Regions from separate parts of the Bos taurus genome. Here region 1 is linked to region 2. The links are chromatin contacts, called in public Hi-C maps. All regions are on one chromosome and are shown on one strand. The core of a region is the stretch at or near the end of the contact, and the rest is flanking DNA. Distances in the headings are between cores, read along the strand shown. Region 1 has its middle 15 kb from the start of ELF4. Region 2 holds the start of UTP14A (UTP14A small subunit processome component).

Region 1 (5,925 bases), core at 1,407-3,906, 120 kb after region 2:
CCATCCTAGACTTTACAACTTTTCTCCCTTCTTCTGAAAACCAGCAGTAGAAAGTATGATTGTGACTTGTGACTGCTGGCTCCAGAATGAGCCTGTTACTGTTTGAAGGGAAGGGGATGTCTGTAGGTCTGGGATGAGGCCCTTGTAAGCTATGCTCTTGGGATCTCTCACTGTGGCTGCCGTGTCTGGAGAGCCATGTCATGTACCAGCCAGGGGGTCTGTCTGTCTGGCCAACAGGAATCCAGCCATCCTGCCCCAGGAGTGACCCCTGAGTTGCTCAGATGGAGGAGCAGCATTAATCCTCCCAATTGGCTTTCATTCCCCACCTCCTGATCCTGAGGCCTCGAGGCTTCCCAAACAACACCTGAGGCCACGTGGTGAATGCGAGGATCCAGCTAAGCCCAGGATGCTTTGGGAGCTCAGCTGGATGGGCTAGGGCACAGAGGTGGTCAGAAGTAATGCCTAATTGACAAGTAGCAAAATGGGAATTGGGGTGGCAGGGAGGAACCCTTGAACTAAGGGGACATCTGAGCACAGGCTTGGAGACAAAGAAGAAGGGTAGTATGTGCAGGAAACTACAACTCCAGTCTCACTGCAGCTGGAAGGTACAGGTGGGGAAGGAGAGTGTAGGAGCCCTGCCAGCCATGCCAAGGAGTATGGCTTTGACTTTTGCCTGAGGTGATGGGGAACCATGAGAACTCTAAACCAGGTAGTGACAGAGGTTTTTCCTTTTTCTTTTAATACATTGGTAAAATATGTTGGAGGTAGGACAGGCAGAGGGAGGGGAAAAGGTGATTGCCTGATTCAGAACAAAGGATGAAGGGAGAGCTTTAGGGGTATAAGGATTTCCATTTAGAGCAGGATGGAGATGCAGTGGGCAAAGTCAGAGTGATTGCAAAGGAATAGGTGATGGTCCTTTGCGACTCCTGGACAGCCCTGGGCGTTTGAGTGTGTGGGCTTGCACACACCCCTTTATTTCTCTGGAGAAAGGAAGTGAGTTGAAAGCCACACCAAACAGCAGTTTCATATTTCCTTGCTTTTGGGCTCCCTTCTCCACACCTTTCCTGGAGCCTTCTCACTGCTCTTCTGCCAGAGTGGGAAGACCAAAAATGGAGGAATGGGGGGTGAATCCCATAAAGCAGGAGATGAGTTTGCATTCCCGGGTTCGGACTGGGGAGAGGACGATCACCTCTTATTAAATGATCTAATCCTTTTCAGTGCGGTCTCAGGGAAAGAGCTAGCCCACCACTTCCCACCTAGGCTTATAGCGGGTGAGAGAGAACCTAGTATTTCGAGCCTTCATTATTCCATCTGCCAAATGGGGCCCAATTAACCGCCAATGGAAGAGAAACATACTGAGTAACCATGGCTGTTTAGCTGAAGTTAGTTCCTCCGACATGCTGAGGTCGCAAGCCTACAGTTGATGGTCTTACCAGAGTGCTTCTCTTTGAGGTGCTGGGTTCAGAGGGAGGCTCTCGGAGTCTCCATACTCCGAGAAAGGACGATCCGCTTTCACTGCAGCCCTATTTGGGTTGCGGGAGGGCGGCGAATTGGGCGGCAAACTCCTGCCCCTTGCATACTTTAACCCACGACGGGGAAGACTGCTGGGCATTTTATTGTGTCCCATTCCTGCTCTGGTGGCTCAGACGGTAAAGCGTCTGCCTACAATGCGGGAGACCCGGGTTCAATCCCTGCGTCGGGAAGATCTGGAGAAGGAAATGGCAACCCACTCCAGTATTCTTGCCTGGAAAATCCCATGGGCGGAGGAGCCTGGTAGGCTACAGTCCATGGGGTCACAAAGAGTCGGACACGACTGAGCGACTTCACTTTCACGTTCCCTGCTAAGACAAGTGCGTGTATGTGTTTAGGGAGGACGGAGTCCGCCCCAAGGGCAGTCTGCTTAGCAGCCAGCGGGAGGCGCCAAGTGCTCGGGCCTTCTGGACCCCGCCATGGGGCGGGGCGGGGCGGGTTCCACGTGTTCCCCTGGACCACGGGTTTCCCCGGTGAGGCGGACTGGCAAGCCGCAGCGTTGGGCAACCGGGCTCGGATGCCTCCCGGGCCGCGCGCTGGTCCCCCGTAGCTCAGAGTCTCGCCACGGGCGGTTGGGGCCCTCCGCGGGCAGAAGGCTGTCGCGGGCGCCTCAATTGCTCTCCGATTTCAAGGTTGAAAGCGGCGCTGCGTGTATCTGTAGCTAAAGGCAGGCTGCGGTGGGAGGTGGGCCAGGCCGGGAGCCCTGCGGCTGGTGGCTGCGGCCCGGGCTCACTCCCGCCACCCGGGAGAGAGTGCAGGCCGGCAACCGAGGCCAGGCCCGCCGCGTGCTCACCTGCTGGTCCTGGAGGCTACGGGTAGGGGGCGACGGGGGCGGGGCCAGGGCGCGACCGGCCAATGGGGAGAGGCTATTCGACTGTTAAATTCCCCCTGGAACGTGGAGGGGGAGGGGGCTGAGGGGAAAGTTCCAAGCTCCCGAGAAATGGAAGGCCTGCTTGGGAACCAGAGCCGCCCAGGGACAGTTTGGGGCGCAGAGTCAGGATAGAGGGACAGGAAGATGCCGGCTGCGGCCGCATCCGCCGGGAGCGGCAGGCCCCGCCCTGACCGCCTCTCCCTTCCCGGGCTCCGCTGGGCCACACGCCCGCCTGCGCTGGCTCCATAGCGCCACCTGCTGGACTCCGGCCGCGCGCCTGGCGTGCCGAGGCCGAGGCTCTCAAAGGACCGACCGCGTTGGCCTCCCTGGCCTGGGATGGCTGGGGAATGAGTTCACTCACTTCGGATCCAGCGGCTTTGGAGCCGGAGGCAACCGCCTCTTTAAAAATACATGATGGGGTCAGAGGAACGACGATCGTGAGAATCACTTCTTGTTCTGTCCCTCCTACCGGGGCTGACATTTCCACCACTCAAGTGACATTTCCACCCAGGTATGAGGAAATAGCGATGAGTCTGTCCCAGGAAGAAGGCAGCAGCGAAGGGCAGTTCAGAGCCGCCCCGGGCACCTAGTGACAGCAAGGCACTGCTGGAAGCAGCCTTGGGCTCCTGTTGTCCTGGGGTGGCCGCAGACATGGGCAAGGGAGGCAGCTGCCTGCCATGCTCTATGAGGGGTCGAAAGCCGTGGGAGGCCCCGTGTGGGTGTCCTTTCCCGGCCTCTCTGGCCTGCCTTAGTATAGCACTGGAATCTCATGATTAGAAACAGGACCCATTCATTCTTTTAATAAACATTTATTGAGCACCTACTGTGTGCCAGGCACTGTGCTAGGCGCTGGGGATACATCAGTGACTAACACACAGTCCCTGTCCTTGAGGAGCTCACAGTCTATTGGAGGGGAAACATACATAAACACATAGCTAAGGCGCTACCATGTGCTAAGTGCTACAATAAGAGGTATATACAAAGTGCTGTGGGAGCTCAGAGGAGGGAGTAATGCATCAGCTGTTGGGGGTGAGGAGCCAGTCTCTTGACTCCATCAGACTATTGCAAAGGCAGGGGTGCTGTTGCTCCACGACCCTGGTTGAAATGAACCTTTCTCCTGAGGCTCTCCTCTAGCCCTCTCCCATAACTACATCAGCACAGGTTAGTTTATCAGCTTAGCTAATTTAACACTTTGAATAGGAAAGAAACTGGACAGGGAAGTTTCTTGAGAGGCAGGGGATGTTCAAAGTAGTAACAACTCTTGGGTGCTAAGGCCAGGGGTGGGGTGGGGGTACCATGAGGGCACTGAGCCAGGGAGGGCCGGCCCTGGGCAGTGGAGCACCCGGGGTGAGTGTCTGTGCAGAGGGGAGGTCGGAGGTCACCTACCTCACTTTGGTCCCCCTCTCTCCCCAGCTCAATCAGTAACCGTCCGTTGACGCTCACTAGATGCTTCGTAGTGTGCCCTGCTACGGGCGACAGTCCCACTCCCCTCAGAAGGTAACACACTAACTGGGGAGACTACATAAGTCCAGGCCATTGAAGATTTAAGTAACAGTTTGTCATTATTATAGAGGCGATGTCACAGGCTGCTCACAGTCAGTTACCAAAGAATGGCACTTGCAACATATTTCGAATGAACTCACTTAAGGGTAGGCTGGTCTGGGGAGGCAGTGTCTATGAACTGAGCCTTGAAGGATGGGTATAATTTGATGAGTACTAGCGGGGTGGGACGGAGAAGGCAATGGCACCCCACTCCAGTACTCTTGCCTGGAAAATCCCATGGATGGAGGAGCCTGGTAGGCTGCAGTCCATGGGGTCGCATAAGCTTAACTGGACATGACTGAAGTGACTTAGCAGCAGCAGCAGCAGCGGGGTGGGAAGAGCATTGTGGTTGAGCAGAAGCAAGAAAAGTAAAAGTACAGAGGGAGGCAACTCCAACAGAAGCAGGTGCAAAGGTTAGTGAATCCATCCGTTTGACTGGAGCAATACAAGGGGTCAGGGGAGCAGTGGGAGGTGAATGGGGAAGTAGGCTAGGACGTGATGGTAAAGTGCAAAATACTCCTGGAACAACTGCCCTGAGCCATCAAGTGCTCCCAAATCCCTCCTCCAGGACCCCTGGATTGCCTTGTGAGTCAGACAATAAAGGGTTAATGCCCAGCCACTAAGAACAGATTGGAAGTTAAGGATTTTGAGTATTACCCCCATTTGTAGGCAGTGAGAAGCCCCAGGAGACTTTTTGGCAGAGGAAGAATAGAGCTGGTGCCCTGGCAGGTTGGAGGGGGTGACTCAGATCACACTGGGGGACTGCTGATATGTCCAGGGAAGGGGATAAGCTCTGGGGGAGGCTGAACAAGGCTGGAGGCTCTCTTCAAGTGTGGAAGAATGGCTGGATTGGAGAGACATGGCAAACCACACCGGACTTGAGGCAACGAGTAAGGGTCAGGGTCAAGTGAAGTGGCCAGCAGATGGCTCTGAAATGTCAAGCTTAGAAGGTCAGGACAATAACAGAAATAGGCAAGTCATGACAGCCTTTTTGTCTGGAATGGTTTTGTGTGTTGGAAGACTTCCAAAAATCCATTTTTGATAGAGGGACAATCTTTGAGGGTCTGACAATCATCTAGGTAGAACTATCCAGGAGAAATGTGAGCCAGAAGCTGAGAAGAGTAGGGGCTGGGCCTCTAGATTCCATACCCAACCTGAAGAGCCTCACTGGAGCCAGGAGGATGGCTGAGGCTCGTGGGGTGCCCACAGTGAATGTAGATGTGGATCTAGAAAGGGCACAGAGAGGGTGACAGAGGAAGGGGAAGTAGTGTCATGTGCTGTGAGGACTTACAAGGGGCCAAGAACTATGAAGAAGAAATTTGACATCATCTCCAGGGTATCAGTGACTTCAGATGAAGAGTTCTATGGGGTTCAGGTGAGGAGGCAGGGCCACTCCTAACCCATGTGGCACCTTTGTGTAAAGTTGTTTTCAAAGGTGACCCTTTCTCAAGATGTTTTGCTCTCCACCACCAGGAAGCTGTCATCATAAGCTGATTTTATTAGAAAAAGGGACATTAATGCCAAGTGCTGGAGACATGTAAGAAATATACCCGCACAACCATACATGGTTCCCTCCCAGGGTGGAGAAGGGGGAGAACAAGAGGTGAGAGAGCATGATAATGGGCTTGGCAGTGACCAGAAGGAGAGAGAGAGAAGGGCAACCAGGGGAGGTAGTGAGATCAAGTGGCTGGTTTTGTGTCAAGGACACAGCAAGGGTCCTGAGGCACCAATTCACAGTAACCACATTTACCAGATCCTATCGCTGTTTCTGAGGCTGACATAGTAGAGCTCTCAGCCTTGCTCCCAAACCTGGCAGGAGAGACAAAGGCAAATTCACAGAAGAGAGAGGAGGGGATCAAGGCCCCCTGCCGAGGGGTGGACTTTAAGAGATAACTGGCTGACCCCCTTCTCAGAAAGAGGAAAGGTGGAAGGAAGGCATGCGGAAGGACAGAAAGGACAGGAGCTCACAGGTTCAGGCCCCA
Region 2 (5,694 bases), core at 2,970-5,469:
TTTTTTTTTTATCACCACCATTTAGTCACACACTGGCCTTTCAGTTGCTAGAATATATAACAAGCTCTTCCCAATCCAGAGGTCCTGGGTATACACTGCTTCCTTTGCCCAAACACTCATCCTCAGGTTCCCCCAGGGCTGGCCCCCTCTCCTCCTTTAGGTCTCAGCTGTGCCATAATTTCACATAAGCGGGAAATGGCGCAGCAATCTGGTTAGAGCTACGAAAGAGGAGTACCTAGGGGACTTGTCTCAAAGCTGCATTTGCATAGCAAACACACTGTCTTTACTTAGATTAAGTATAAATCAATAAAAAATGTCAATGTTTTCTTAAAATGCTTTTATTCATACTTTATGTAAGATTAAGAGAGCATCATCTGCCCATAAAAATATAATTTGAATTGCTTTGGGGGAATGAGCAAGCAGTTCCAACTAGTTGAAGAAGTAGACAGGACTAAAGAGTTTTTTCATTTTATCTTGAAAGGGATGAGGGTCTATTTGCATTGTTTAAGTAGGGGCATGACATGGTCCAACTTATGTGACTAGATGAGGAGAGACTAACAACTGAAAAGCCAGTAAAACATAATTGTGCTGTACTGGGCTTAGTCACTCAGTCGTGTCCAGCTCTTTGTGACCCCATGGACTGTAGCCCGCCAGGCTCCTCTATCCATGGAGATTCTCCAGGCAAGAATACTGGAGTGGGTTGTCATGCCCTCTTCCAGGGCATCTTCCCAACCCAGGGATCGAACCCAGGTCTCTGGCATTGCAGGAGGTTTCATTACCATCTGAGCCACCAAAAAAATAATTATTAGAGTTAATATTTATCATGCATTTTAATGTGACAGGTACTATTCTAAGGGCTTGCCATTTATTCCAGTGCTTTATGTATATTAATTCACTTAGTCCTCACAACTATCCAATGTATTATTAGAATTCTCACTTTAAAGATGAGGAAACAAAGGCTTAGAGAGATAACTTACTCAAGAATTACAAAACTAGCAAGCAGCAGAGATAAGATTCAAACACAGAGTCTAGTTCAAAACCCATGCTCTTCATCAGTATGATTTAAGCTCCCCTTTTCTACAATAGATTACAGCAATACCACAGGCTTGACATTGCAAGGGTCTGACACAATGGCAATGTCTAGATTTCCAATGGCAGAAAGGTGGTGAGGTGCATGAGAGAGATTTAGGAAGCAGAACTGGCAATGAGAGGGAATCACTGTAATCATCAGGGAGAGAAGAATGTAAGGTGACTCAGATTTCTGACTTGCCTAACTAGACAGTTGATGGTGCCAGTCATAGAGATGGGAAATACAAAATTCTGATGGAAAAGAGAGAAATCACCATATACTTCACAGTTGATGTGCCTGAGGAACAAAAATAATTGCCAGATTGCAATCTAAGATACTAGTCTGGAGTTCAAAAAAGAGATCTGGGCTAGAAATGTAGATTTTTGGAGTCTGATACAAGTGCTGATACAAGTCCTCATATGAAGCATCACTATGAACAAAGCTAGTGGAGGTGATGGAATTCCAGTTGAGCTATTTCAAATCCTGAAAGATGATGTTGTTAAAGTGCTATACTCAATATGCCAGCAAATTTGGAAAACTCAGCAGTGGCCACAGGACTGGAAAAGGTCAGTTTTCATTCCAATCCCAAAGAAAAACAATGCCAAAGAAAGTTCAAACTACCACACAATTGCACTCATCTCACACACTAGCAAAGTAATGCTCAAAATTCTCCAAGCTAGGCTTCAACAGTATGTGAACTGAGAACTTACAGATGTTCAAGCTGGATTTAGAAAAGGCAGAGGAATCAGAGATCAAATTGCCAACATCTTCTGGATCATAGAAAAAGCAAGAGAATTCCAGAAAAACATCTTCTTCTGTTTCATTGACTACACGAAAGCCTTTGACTGTGTGGATCACAACAAACTGTGGAAAATACTTAAAGAGATGGGAATACCAGACCACCTTACCTGCCTCCTGAGGTGCAGGAGATCAAGAAGCAACAGTTAGAACTGGACATGGAACAGTGGACTAGTTCCAAATTGGGAAAGGAGTATGTCAAGGCTGTATATTGTCATCTTGCTTATTTAACCTAAATGCAGAGTACATCATGCGAAATGCTGGACTGGATGAAGCACAAGCTGGAATCAAGATTGCAGGGAGAAATATCAATAATCTCAGACATGTAGATGATAACCACCATTATGGCAGAAAACAAAAAGCAACTAAAGAGCCTCTTGATGAAAGTGAAAGAGGAAAGTGAAAAAGCCAGTTTAAAACTCAACATTCAAAAAATTAAGATCATGGCATCCAGTCCCATCACTTCATGGCAAATAGATGGGAAACAATGGAAACAGTTACAGACTTTATTTTCTTGGGCTCCAAAATCACTGCAGATGGTGGCTACAGCCATAAAATTAAAAGATGCTTGCTCCTTGGAAGAAGTAAAAGTCACAGTCGTGTCCAACTCTGCGACACCATGGACTGTAGTCCATGGAATTCTCCAGGCCAGAACACTGGAGTGGGTAGTCTTTCCATCTTCCAGGTACATGGAAGAAATGCTATGACAAACCTAGACAGCATATTAAAAAGCAGAAACATTACTTTACCGACAAAGGTCCATCTAGTCAAAGCTATTGTTTTTCCCAGTAGTCATGTATGGATGTGAGAGTTGGACCATAAAGAAAGCTGCGTACCAAAGAACTTCTGCTTTTGAACTGTGGTGCTGGAGAAGACTCTTCAGAGTCCCTTGGACAGCAAGGAGATCAAACCAGTCAATCCTAAAGGAAATCAGTCCTGAACATTCACTGAAGCACTGATGCTGAAGCTGAAACTCCAATACTTTGACCACCTGATGTAAAGAAGGAACTCACTGGAAAAAGACCCTGATGCTGGGAAAGATTGAAGGCAGGAAGAGAAAGGGACAACAGAGGATGAGATGGTTGGATGGCATCACCGACCTGATGGACATGACTTTGAGCAAGCTCTGGGAGTTGGTGATGGACAGGGAAGCCTGTCCTGCTGCAGTCCATGGGGTCACAAAGAGTCAGACAGGACAGAGGGACTGAACTGATACAAGTGTTAAAGGCTTAAGAGCACATGGTATAAACAAAGAGCACCGAGTACAGAACCTAAGGAACATCATCATTTAGGGAGTTCGTACATAAACGGTATCCAGCAGAGAAGACGTTGGGAAATGGTCATAAAGCTAAGATACCAGGAGAGTGGAGTCACGGGAGCCCAGGATGGAGTTGCAACCATGACAAAATTGTCTTTAACCCCAGTAGAAAGTAGGTTGTATAAGGCCATGGAACATGTTTGTTTTATTCACCAGTGTATCGCCAGTGCCAAGGGGCCTGGCATACAGTAGTTACTCAAAAACATTCCCTGAATATCCCTAAGAACACAAACCAACAGTATCTAATACCACAGACTTCTGGGAAGACAAAGACCGAGAAGTGTCCCTTTTATTTAGTAACAAGATGATCTTGTCCAGAATAGTTTCAGCGGAACGGTGGGGGTGAAAACAAAATGGGAGTGGCTTCGAAAAATAAGTGTCTTTTTCCGTGTATTACTTTTCTACTTTTAATTAAAGAAAAATTCTTAAAGGTTGACGGGAGAGGAGGAAGTTGCAGTCACAGACACAGCCCATTCTTGAATGAAACTTTGTTATGTAGGAAGTAGGAACCCAGAGCTGCAATTACAAGGGGGCGCGGGGTGACAAAGGATTTTTTCCTTAAGAGGGCAGGAAACTTGCTTTGTTGTCCACCGGCGGATCGCCAGGACCTTAGCACAATGCTGGCCACTTCCCCGGCGGTCAATAACGCCTCGAGCTGGCTGGCGGCAGGCTCGCAGGACGCTGTCGATCACCGACAGACGCTGGAGCCTCTCCTTTTGGATCAGGCAGAGCCACGAAGGCTCAGCCAGGTCCCCGACAGCGAGGCACACTCCTGCTAACCTCACCCGCCCGGGCCGCCTGGAAACCCGGGCCAGGGAAGAAGGACGCGGACGCGTCAAAGAGCTGAGAGGTGGGTGGGGAGAGCAGAGCTCCACCCGCTGACAGGATTTTTCCTCCAGACTCCCGATTCCCCGCGGGCGCCTCCCAAACTGCTTAGTTCCTTGCACACCTCGGGGCGGGCCGGAAGTGACGCCACTAGTCGCGCGTGATTGGCGGAAGCCTAAATTGCTTTGCGGCCGGTACGGAAATCTTTCCTTTCGACTTCCGCTCCTGGTCCATGTGAGACAGGCTGCTGAGATGAACGCGAACCAGGCTGCGGAGAGGTGAGGGGTAGCGATCCGGGGCGGGGAGGGGGGAGGGCAGGGTCTGAGCCTCGCTGGGGGTCGGTTTTCCCGGCTCTTGAGAAACAGAGGCCATCTTTTAGCTGGCGACAGTTGTTCCCCTCCCAGGATCTCACCATTCGTTACTGTTTCCATGATCCATCCTTTAAAGCCCTATTAATTTAATTCGCCCCCTCCGCTCTCCATCTTCTTAGTCTCATCCCTGTTGATCCTGTTGCGGTTTCTCCCGCTCCAGAGAAGTTAATATGTAGCACTTTCCTCATCACGTGACTCCTTTTGATGCCGCTGGTGCGGAGCGTTTCCGCCTACTGCGCAGGCAGTGACTTTGTTATAAACTCGCCTTATCTTGGAAACCTTTGTTAATTGGAGTCATCCACGACATTTTAATTAAAGTGCCTGCTTTGCTGAGCAAGCTCCAGCGGCTTTCTTCCAATTCCCTGTTTTTCGATTTCGGAGAACAAGTGATCAAGATGTCACTTTTGAGTAAGCAGCACCTATACAGGTGTCTTCCATGTGGCGGATGCTTAGAAATATTAATGGTGAAGTTGCCTTGCCTCAAGGGGCAGCAACAGCATCTTCTGCCACCTTACCTAGGGTCTGACATTTTTATAGCCTCCCAGAGGTCCGTGGGAAATGCAGTGCTAATCAGTCACTGAAGAGTGTTAGATCTTTCCATTTTCATGCAGTTCTGTATGGGTATTACTAACACTGCTCACCTTTTAACAGGTGATGCCTGCCTTCTGCAGTCCAGATTTGATGTCTTGGAAAACTTCCAAAGATGCTCAATACTACTTGGTTTGCACCTCTTCCAGGGGATAAGACTATTCTGTACTGAGAACTGAAGTTATGTTTTAGAGATCATTTCAATATAAGAAAAATTCCTTCAAGTGATAGTATTTCTCTTTTATCTCCTTTAGCAACCTTCTGGCTTCGAACCAACAGAAAGAACTAGAGGATTTGCCAAAAGACTACCCCTTGAGCACTAGTGAAGATGAGGTGAGTGACACCTGCCAAACTGCCTTCTCCAGTTCCCTTCTGTTTCAAAATTAGGGTAAAGGGCACACTTCATGGAAGGAAAAGGGGTGGCAACATTGTTTATACTTGTTCAGGTCTCACAAATAAATTAGTTACAATTTTCCAAATTAGAGCATTCCTACTAAACCTAAGCCAAATGGCATAAAGCAAAGAAGTGATTACCTTAGGACATGCCCTGCTAATTAAAACACAAAATAAATCAAGATAAAGCATAGATGCTCACAAACACAGTTAAAGCTGCCTAAAGCTATGGCAGCTTGATGCTGAGATGCTAAGTGTAGTGTCTGGGGAGGGGGCTCAGTGGTGCCACTTGGAGTGTGTGTGCCATATGATTTCCCTGTTTCCAAGTTTGG

The links. Hi-C and Micro-C count contacts between places; a contact is called where the count stands out from the background.
Region 1: a Hi-C map of skeletal muscle shows a contact between it and region 2, with 2.9 times the contacts expected there. The contact joins the enhancer-like site here to the promoter of UTP14A in region 2. A contact is called at or near these places in 2 of 11 Hi-C or Micro-C datasets (liver and skeletal muscle).

What each region holds. Positions count from the first base shown.
Region 1 is chrX:14,038,510-14,044,434 of ARS-UCD2.0, forward strand. It overlaps a transcript of ELF4 not described here. Among named protein-coding and RNA genes, the nearest start is that of ELF4, 15 kb to the right of the region's middle. Within about 2 kb of position 2,657, at least 32 of the 102 cell types and tissues checked have an H3K27ac peak or open chromatin away from gene starts, as enhancers often do. A contact at or near this core is called in liver and skeletal muscle, where this site is marked.
Region 2 is chrX:13,916,617-13,922,310 of ARS-UCD2.0, forward strand. It overlaps UTP14A (UTP14A small subunit processome component), which reads left to right and starts at 4,220. Exons shown (of 15, transcript NM_001034241.2): 1 at 4,220-4,288; 2 at 5,224-5,302. The coding sequence starts at 4,263.